Regions from separate parts of the Pan troglodytes genome. Here region 1 is linked to region 2. A link is a contact called in public Hi-C data. All regions are on one chromosome and are shown on one strand. Each heading gives the region's core, a stretch centred on a gene start, on an enhancer-like site or on the middle of the called end of the contact. The rest is flanking DNA. Distances are from core to core; before and after follow the strand shown.

The links. Hi-C and Micro-C count contacts between places; a contact is called where the count stands out from the background.
Region 1: a Hi-C map of stem cell-derived neural progenitor cells shows a contact between it and region 2, with 2.6 times the contacts expected there. The contact joins two enhancer-like sites. A contact is called at or near these places in 2 of 7 Hi-C or Micro-C datasets (blood and stem cell-derived neural progenitor cells) and 1 of 1 datasets of contacts at active chromatin or transcription factors (stem cell-derived excitatory neurons).

Annotation. Positions count from the first base shown.
Region 1 is chr4:43,905,464-43,910,049 of NHGRI_mPanTro3-v2.0_pri, forward strand. All of the region lies in intron 2 of MAP1B (microtubule associated protein 1B), which reads right to left. Among named protein-coding and RNA genes, the nearest start is that of MAP1B, 35 kb to the right of the region's middle. Within about 2 kb of position 3,323, at least 6 of the 24 cell types and tissues checked have an H3K27ac peak or open chromatin away from gene starts, as enhancers often do. A contact at or near this core is called in stem cell-derived neural progenitor cells, where this site is marked.
Region 2 is chr4:43,745,553-43,749,606 of NHGRI_mPanTro3-v2.0_pri, forward strand. All of the region lies in intron 2 of MRPS27 (mitochondrial ribosomal protein S27), which reads left to right. Among named protein-coding and RNA genes, the nearest start is that of PTCD2, 17 kb to the left of the region's middle. Within about 2 kb of position 2,674, at least 8 of the 24 cell types and tissues checked have an H3K27ac peak or open chromatin away from gene starts, as enhancers often do. A contact at or near this core is called in stem cell-derived neural progenitor cells, where this site is marked.

The DNA.
Region 1 (4,586 bases), core at 2,073-4,572, 160 kb after region 2:
AGACTACCTCTCAGAAGCATTACTTAGCTAATTTTCTCCCCAGCACTCTAAAAAACTGTTTAAAAGACCCAAGCGTAACACTTCATGTGTCAGAAGTTCTTTATCCAGCAGCATCAGCTGTGAGAAATTCAGCGTGGGCCTGGCATGGTGGCTCATGCCTGTAATCCTAGTACTTTTGGGAAGCTGAGGTGGGGGGATCGCTTGAGGCTAGGAGTTCAAGACCGGCCTGGGAAACATAGCAAGACCTCGTCTCTACAAAAAAATTAAAAAATTAGCTGGGCGTGATGGTGGACACCTGTGGTCCTAGCTACTTTGGAGGCTAAGGAGGGAGGATCTCTTGAGCCCAGGAGTTCAAGGCTGCAGTGAGCCATGATCGCATCCCTGCACCATCCTGTCTCTGAAAAGAAAACTTAAAATTTAGCTTTGAATTCAGTAAAAAAACATTAAAAGGTAGAGCGAGGGAAAGCCTCTGAGCAGGCAAAATAGATACCACTAAGTCAAAGCACTTACAGCTCAGACTTTATACGACGGAAGACTCCTTAGGGAAGATTCGGGATCAAGTCTCTCTCTCTCTCTTTTTCTTCTTTAGAGAGGAGGTCTAACAAGCTTAGTGACTAGATTTTCCAATCCACAGCAGATTCAGAACAACAACATAGAAGGAAGGTGTACTAGATTGAACAGTATTCCCCACAAATGTCCACGTGGAAACCTCAGAATGTGACCTCATTTGGAAACAGGGTCTTTATAGAAGTCATTAGTTAAAATGAGGTCACACTGGATTAGGGTGGGAATCTTATTCAATGACTGAATAAGAAGAGAAAACACAGAGACAAACAGGGAGAACACGCCACGTGACACTGGAGGTAGATAATGGAATGATACATCTACAAGCCAAGTACGCCAAGTATTGAGCCTAGGAGTTCAAGACCTACCTAGGCAACAAAACAAGACCTTGTCTTTACAAAAAAAATAAATAAATTAGCTGGGCATGATGGTGCACACCTGTGGTTCTAGCTACTTGGGAGGCTAAGGAGGGAGGATGGCAGAAATCACTAGAAATGAGGAGAAAGGTATGGAACAGATTCTCCCTCAGTACCCCCAGAAGGAACCAGCCTTCGGCCTCTTGGAATGTGAGACAATACATTTCTGTTACTTACGCCACCCAGTTGATGATACTTTGTTATGGCAGCCCTGGGGAACTAACATAGAAGAGTACTTAGAAACAAGCACACTGAAGGTAGTTTAGAAAAAAACTACTGGCAGTGTGATATCGAGGGAGGATACCAAGACAGATATGTTTTTTAAAAGACATATGAATTAAAAAACCAGAGTTGGCATCATTCTGTCTGGTGGCAAACCGATACGTCCTCTCCAAGAAGACACTGCAAACATAAAGACATAATTCAATTGTGGATGACGTTCATAATGATGACCTTGAATTGGTTTTTGAAAGGCTGGATTCTGTTGAGGGTACTTAAACAAGGCCTCACTGTACTGCCTCACCCCATAGCCCTAAAAAGGAAATGTATTTGTTTGCCACTTGGATTGCACTAAATATTATCTTTTCTATTTGGCATCTCAACACGGCAGTGTATTCTTTTGTTACTAAATTATTGGGACTAACATTTCACATGTTCTTCTCTGGAAATCCTGATAAAATTATACAGCTTCTCTATGATACGTGCAAAGATGTTTCTACACTTAGTTGGTATTTGTCTTTCTATAGCAACTGCACACACTCACGCACACACTCACACACACACAAGAGAACACAACAGAAGAATCTATGATTAGAACTCCAGCATATGGACACCTATGCAATCAGACTTTTCACTATGGATTTCACACAACAACTAGAAAATCTTATTTTTGGAGAATGAACTATGAAGCTGGGCCAAGAATGATTATATCTTGACTTCAAATCACTTAAAAACTCTATGCCTCAATGCCACCCCTCATCTACTAAGAAATAGAATAAAAAACACAGTCGAAAATGTTTACGGACTACGGCCCATATAAAAATGACCCATAACAGTTCTGCTCCACTCTATTATTTAGCCCCATACCATGTGCTAGAGTCAATTTACTTTTTTTTTTTTTTAATTGAAACTTATGCTGGAGAATTTTTCTTGTTCTACTTGGGGAGCACTTTTTTTGCTGAAAAAAAAATCCCTTTTTTCTTTTATTTCATGTCTCCTTACTTAGGCCCAAATCTCCTTAAATCATCTTTTAAAATGAGAAGTATATAACTTTATGTAAATATATTTTAAATTGTCTTTTTAAGGTTTAACTTTACATTTGTTTCCACATAATTATTCCTCAGTGAGCTCCGGTCTCCTGGCTTAGAAACGCCTAGGTACAGTTTCCCCATCTCTTTCCTGATGATCAAGGAGGTTTCAGGTCTTCACTGTGTTAAACCACATAGCGGAATTTTGCAGACTGCCTGCCCCTCCTCCTTGCCTGATGAAATGAGGTGGATGTAGAAACACAGTCCCCCTCCACAGGCAGAGCAGATCCCATAGCACAATCCAGTCTGCACAATAAGCGACCGCCCAGGACTCCATCTCACAGGAAGATCTTAAATCACTCCCTTCCACTCTGGCTTTGAATGAGCTCCAATTCGCCTTCCACTCCCAGCCACCTTGGGGGAAGTAGGAAGAGTGAGGGTCACAGGGTGGGCACCAAGCCCAGATGGGGAGGGACACCAAACTGTCACTGGGTGGGGTTCCACAGGTCGCTTTTGCTTTTGCCTTGTCAGCATATTAGGATTTGGGGCTGGGGACTGCGTTCCAGAAATAATAAAAACCACCCATTTGGAGAAACACGTGGCAGGGCTTTATAGCCTCTGGGCCTCTCTGCAGTGCTGTGCTGGGAGAAACAGGCAGACAGTGAGAGTTCCTTGCTCCAAGATGCAGGGAAGATCAGCCAGAACCAGTGGAATGGGATTTGCTGTCGTCCCCAGTGTAATCCAGAATTAGGGTGGAAACGTTTGAAGGAGTATTTTCTCTATCTTTTTTAACCAAGCCTGTAAGTAATATGATATCACTGCCTTAGGCTTTTTTTTCTTTTTTTAAACCATGATCCTCTTGCAAACCAAACATACAATCGTCTCAGAACCTCTCCATACAAGGAATTTCCAGACAGACTGATTCTATGCAATATTTCTTGGGCTTAATGGAGAAAGTCATTCTAGGGCATTGTCCAGCTTTCTGAGTCATGCCATCAGGGTACTGAGAGGCTGGCTCACCCAGGACAAGGCCTGGCCTTTCTGAGCCTCAGGAAAGCCATGAGTGAGAAAGGTCACTCCGAGGCTACTGATCCCTAAGCAATGCATTTATGATTTCAAGAGACCCATTCAGTCCAGAGACAGGGCTGGTCTGACTATACAATACCCAGCACGAAGGCTCTGAATTCAGGACTTTCCATGTCTTTTCTAACGTGCATCAAAGGCCATTAAAAACCTGCTGAAGAAATTAAAGACTTGTAGCTACTATTAAGCTCCAACCACTTAAATCCTGCACTGGTGACCACTGGTCAGCCCCACCAGCCATGCTCAGATGTGTGTCACGGCACCAGTGTCTCTGCAGAGCAAAGGCAAAAGGGAGGGGAAGAGAGGAGAAATGGGAGGAAAGAAAGAAAGAAGCTGGAGGGCAGGAGAGGAGTAAAGCGTGGACATGTACCCCAGGAGGTAAAAGAGTTTGAGGTGGGAGTGAAACTCTGGGTGCAGGGAATGGTACCCTACACTGGCCTGGTCAATGCTCCAGAAGACACAGACACCAGAAAAAGCAGATGGAGTCGTGTGAACGTGGGAGGCTGGTGGGTATCCATGGGCAATGAGTGGTCTGGAAGCTGTAGAAGAGGAGAATGGTGCACCCCCAACCCCAAAAGGTTTCTGTCTAGAATGGTTTTATTGGGCGGTGATCCTTTGATTCATAACGACTCATACCCTGAGATGGGGATTCAGAAAAAAAAAGACAAATCCAAGATGGACGCTAGAAATAAAACCAGGTCCACTTTGATCTTGGCCCTTTTATTTTTTCATGTTGCCTAAAGTTGGTGATTTCATTCATCTGCATAGGTGTAATAGGATTGCTTCGATAATCACAGTTTTACCTCTTTCAGATGCATTCTTCTTGCTGGAAAACATTGGATATGTGTAAATCTCCTCTTTTAACATGTTCCTCCCACGTTATTTTTGTCCCAGTTTCTGTCACAATTAACTTAATAAAGAAAGGATATATTTTCCTTTCCCACGTTGCTGAAAATAAATTTATGAGTGATACTTAATAGTTGTCAGGACATGCAGTTGTTTTTCTCTCCCTTATGCGCACCTCTTCAAAAACCTCTATACCAGTGTTCTTCAAATGAAGGCTGCAATACTTTACTGTAGCATGAAATGGTCAAAGCCAGTGTTTTTTAATAGTATAGAATAAAACAGACTAGAAAATGTCATAATGCATTGCAGATAATAAGGATAGGCATTGTTTTGTTAAACTTTTGTTTCAATTTTAGATGTATGCATGGATCAGCCTGTATTTTCTATACCATGGTTAAGGTAAAAGAAGTTTGTAGGACAGGTCCTGTGG
Region 2 (4,054 bases), core at 1,424-3,923:
CAGCCTGTATTTTTCAAGATCAGTTCTTCTAGGAAGGACAATAATAATCTGTACCTGTTTCTTTATTATATAAATTAGGTAAGGTATGCAGATGACCATAAGCCCAGAAAGAATTTAGTGTTGCCTGAAAGGTTAACAGTAATGTGCAGTTATGTAGAAAAGAAAAACTGAAACCATTTCTCACCTGAAGCTAGAAGGATTCAATAAAGGATTCATATTTTTCTTCAGTGACCTTCATTATCACAACTTTGCCCCAGAGACCACACTCTTTTTTAAGAGGCTTGTTTTTCAACACATCTGTACTACAGATTTTGTGGTTATGTACTGTGAAGCTCTGTTACTTTGGTGTGCACCAGGTTAAAATTACCTTGGCAAAATGAATTTTTGGTCATTATGTAGTGACCCACATAATCTATAAAACTGCTTTTTGCCTGTAATGTATTGTGTCTGATATTAATACAACTGTACCAGCTTTATTTTGGCTTCCTAGTGTGTTTTTAATAATTTTCAACTCTTCTGTGTTTATATGATTTATATAGCTAGCTTTTATATTTTTAACCAATCTGACAATCATTATCTTTTAACTAGAAAATTTCGTCTATTTACATTGTCATTTCATGATTACCAATATAATTGGATTTATTTCTGTCACATTTTGTGATTGGTTTCATCTTTCTTTTTTATTTTTGGATTGATTTTTACTTTTGGATTGTTTTTGTTTTTTACGATTTTTTTTCCCCTCCACTGGTCTGGAGATTATATCCTCTACTTTTTTAGAGATTGTTGCCCTTTAACTTCTAAAATGCGTATCTAGCTTAAATTGTAATGCTCATCATACTCTACTATGCTTTAGGACACCTTAGGTCCACACACACACATCTAACCATATGCTCTTGTCTAATAATAAAGTTTTATCCTTTAAAACACATATAACATGATTTTAAACAGTCAGTTCCCCCCCAATTTAACCAATTTTATTGAGTTCTAAAAATTTCCTTTAGTGAGTATTTGTTGCTAATACATTTTCTGTTTTTGTTTGTCCAAAAATGTCTTCATTTCGCCCTTATCTTTTTTTTTTTTTTTTTTTTTTTTGTTGAGATGAGGTCTTGCTGTGTTGCCCACACTGGCCTCCAACTCCTGGGCTTAAGTGATCCTCCCACCTCAGCCTCCTGAGTAGCTGGGTCTACAAGCACATGCCAGCATACCCGTATTTTGCCCTTATTTTTTAAAGATAATCTTGCTAGATATGCAATTTTAGGTTGATAGTTTATACTTGCAACATTTTGAACATTTTATTCTATTTTCTGGATTTTATCATTCCTATTGAGAAAACACCTGTTAGTATAGTTGTTTCTTTCTTTGTAATTTCTCTTTTCTTTCTGGCCACTTTTGAGATCCTCTCATTCATCGTTTTTGAAATAATAATTTTACTTTTTTGACTTGAGATTGTATACATATCCTGAATCTAGAAACCTATATTTTTTATCAATTCTAAAAAATTCTCATCATTGTCTCATCATACATTCTTATTCATATTTCTATATCTTTGCTCTTTTACAGTTCTCATTTTTATCTTTGCAGCATTCTGTGTAATTATCTGCCTTTCAGTTCACTCTCACTTCACCTGTGTCTAACCTGCTTTTTAACTTATTCATTGTTTACTTTTTACAGCTTTGATGAGGTATTCTTCACATAAAATAAACTATGCATATTTAAATGTACAATTTGATCAGTTTTGACCAATGTACAGGTGTATATGTCCATAAAGTCATCTCCACGATCAAGATAATGAGCATATGTGTCACCTGCCAAAGTTTTCTCCTATTCTTTAACCCTTTTCTCCTTCCGCTTCCGGCCCTATACCTCAAATTCCCGGGCAACCATGGATATGCTTTTTTGTCTCTATAGAATAGTTCACAATTTTTAGAATTTTATATAGTAAAGTCAACTCTTTAAACAAAATTCTCAGCTTGGTATATTTTGGATCCCAAAAGAAGAGTGGATTAAATCCACAAAGAGGCATGAGGGCTGACTTTGTAGTTTATAATCTTCAGGGGACAGGTGTCCCGGTTGTTTACTTTTTAGGGTGCATTATTGTAGTGATAAGTTTTACCTTTTCACTTCAGGTGTAGTTCCCTTAGGTGGTCCTGGCTTTACCTGAGGATCTCTGAACAAGCTTCTCATCTTACAAGTATTGGTTTTATCCTCTGTCCCCATAAGTCACTGAAACTAAAGCTCTCCATCACTGTAGATCATCACGTGCTCTCAAAAGGACTGCTCCCCTCAAAGGGACTGCTCCTCTAAACACTCCAAGTTTATGTTTCCATCTTGCCTTTGGCCTCTGACAGTTACGTCTACCTTCTTGAAAGCTCAGTCATATATTTGGGGGAAAATTGATATTTTGTTTTATTTTTATAGTAGGAGGAATTTTTAAAAGATATTTAATTCATTTTATTCCAGCAATGGAATTCCTATTCAGTATCTTCTTTGAGCTTAGGAGCAACATCTAAGACTTCTTTTGTGTTCCCTCCCATGGTTCCCAAACATAACTGACGTGCTTGATTGGCTACAATCTTCTGGGGCTATTGTTTAAGTCTCTCGCACTACCTCAAACCCAGGGAATTAGAGTCTCCCTCTGGGTGAAAAGAATCCTAGGAATCTGAAGTTTTAAAGCCCCTCAGGCAATCTGAATCCTCACCCAGGCTTGTGGGCCATTGCACTCTTACTGGGAATAGTGCAGGGTTCTCAATACAATCTTCTATATTCTGAGATCGTTAATAGTATTGCTTTCTTCAAATGGGAAGGGCATTTTTAGTATACATTTTATTTTCTGGACATACTTCCACATTGTCTGTCTAGCTTCAAGTTTTGTTAAATGAAGAATTCAAATTTCAGATCCATTTTCCCATATAGTCTGTTGTCCACAACCATCTGCCACAGTATGTATTCCTGAGGAGCTGAATAGCAAGCAAAAAAGTATCTTCTTTGGCACATCTCTTTGAACAAAACCTGGGCATCTGCTGGCCCCTCACTGAAACATGAGGTGGGATTTTGACTGTGGAAGCCCACAGTCCAGAAGCCTGTGGCGCTGGCCCTCTGCACGCCGCAGCTGTCCCAGCTTTCCTGGCCGTCCCTGCTCTGTGCAGTTTTCTGCCTCATTCATCATGGCAGTGCTATACTGTGAGGTGATTGGCCACATAATATATTTAGCAGCAAACCTTTCTCTGACTTGGAAAATGCAAATGTTATTCATTAGATGCTGGCTCTGCAGCTGTTACCTTTTCTGAGGCTCCAGCCAATTTCACTTGACTAAAGATGCCTTGGTGCGAAGGATTCACATGCAATCTTGAGTTACCACACTACAGAGGTGATCAGTGAAGCCACCTCATTCCAGAGTTTGGTTATACATTGTGCATGATGTGAAACCCACAAAGAAATGATGGGTTTTTCATTTTAATTAGGCCATAGATCCTGATCTTGCTATTTTAAGTTAAATTGTAAATTTCAGGTAGAGGGAGGTAATTTCTCATATTGCCTCTCATCTAAACACAGAAGCTTTCATTATGAAATGATCAAAAGATTTGCTATTATGAGAGAGACATTTAACATCTGTAAGCAAGTAGATTTAATGCTATTAAGTTGCCTTAGTGTGAAGGGGGTTTAAGGACTTTTTTGTTTTTATTTTGCTTTAATCACTTGGCTTCAATCCCTTTAAGATAGTCATAAGAAAAGCTAATTGCTTTCATATCGTATCAAGTTCTAAAGTTCTAAAGTTGTTTTCCCCCAGTAGGTACTGAGTCATTGAGATCAATCCCTCAGGGAAAAAAGAGAGGAAAAAATGGTTAAATGCACAACAATAGGTTTTCAACAAATACTTACTACTTGATCATTTCTGGTGTGTCCTTATTACTTGATACCAATTTCTTCCACCAGGGAGTAAACAAACCTTGGAAACCCAATTGCTTTTTTCTTTCTTCCTTTTCTTCCTTTGATTCATTTCTTTAGGTATTTACTAGGTACCTTTTATGGAACTGTTCTAGGGACTGAGAATGTG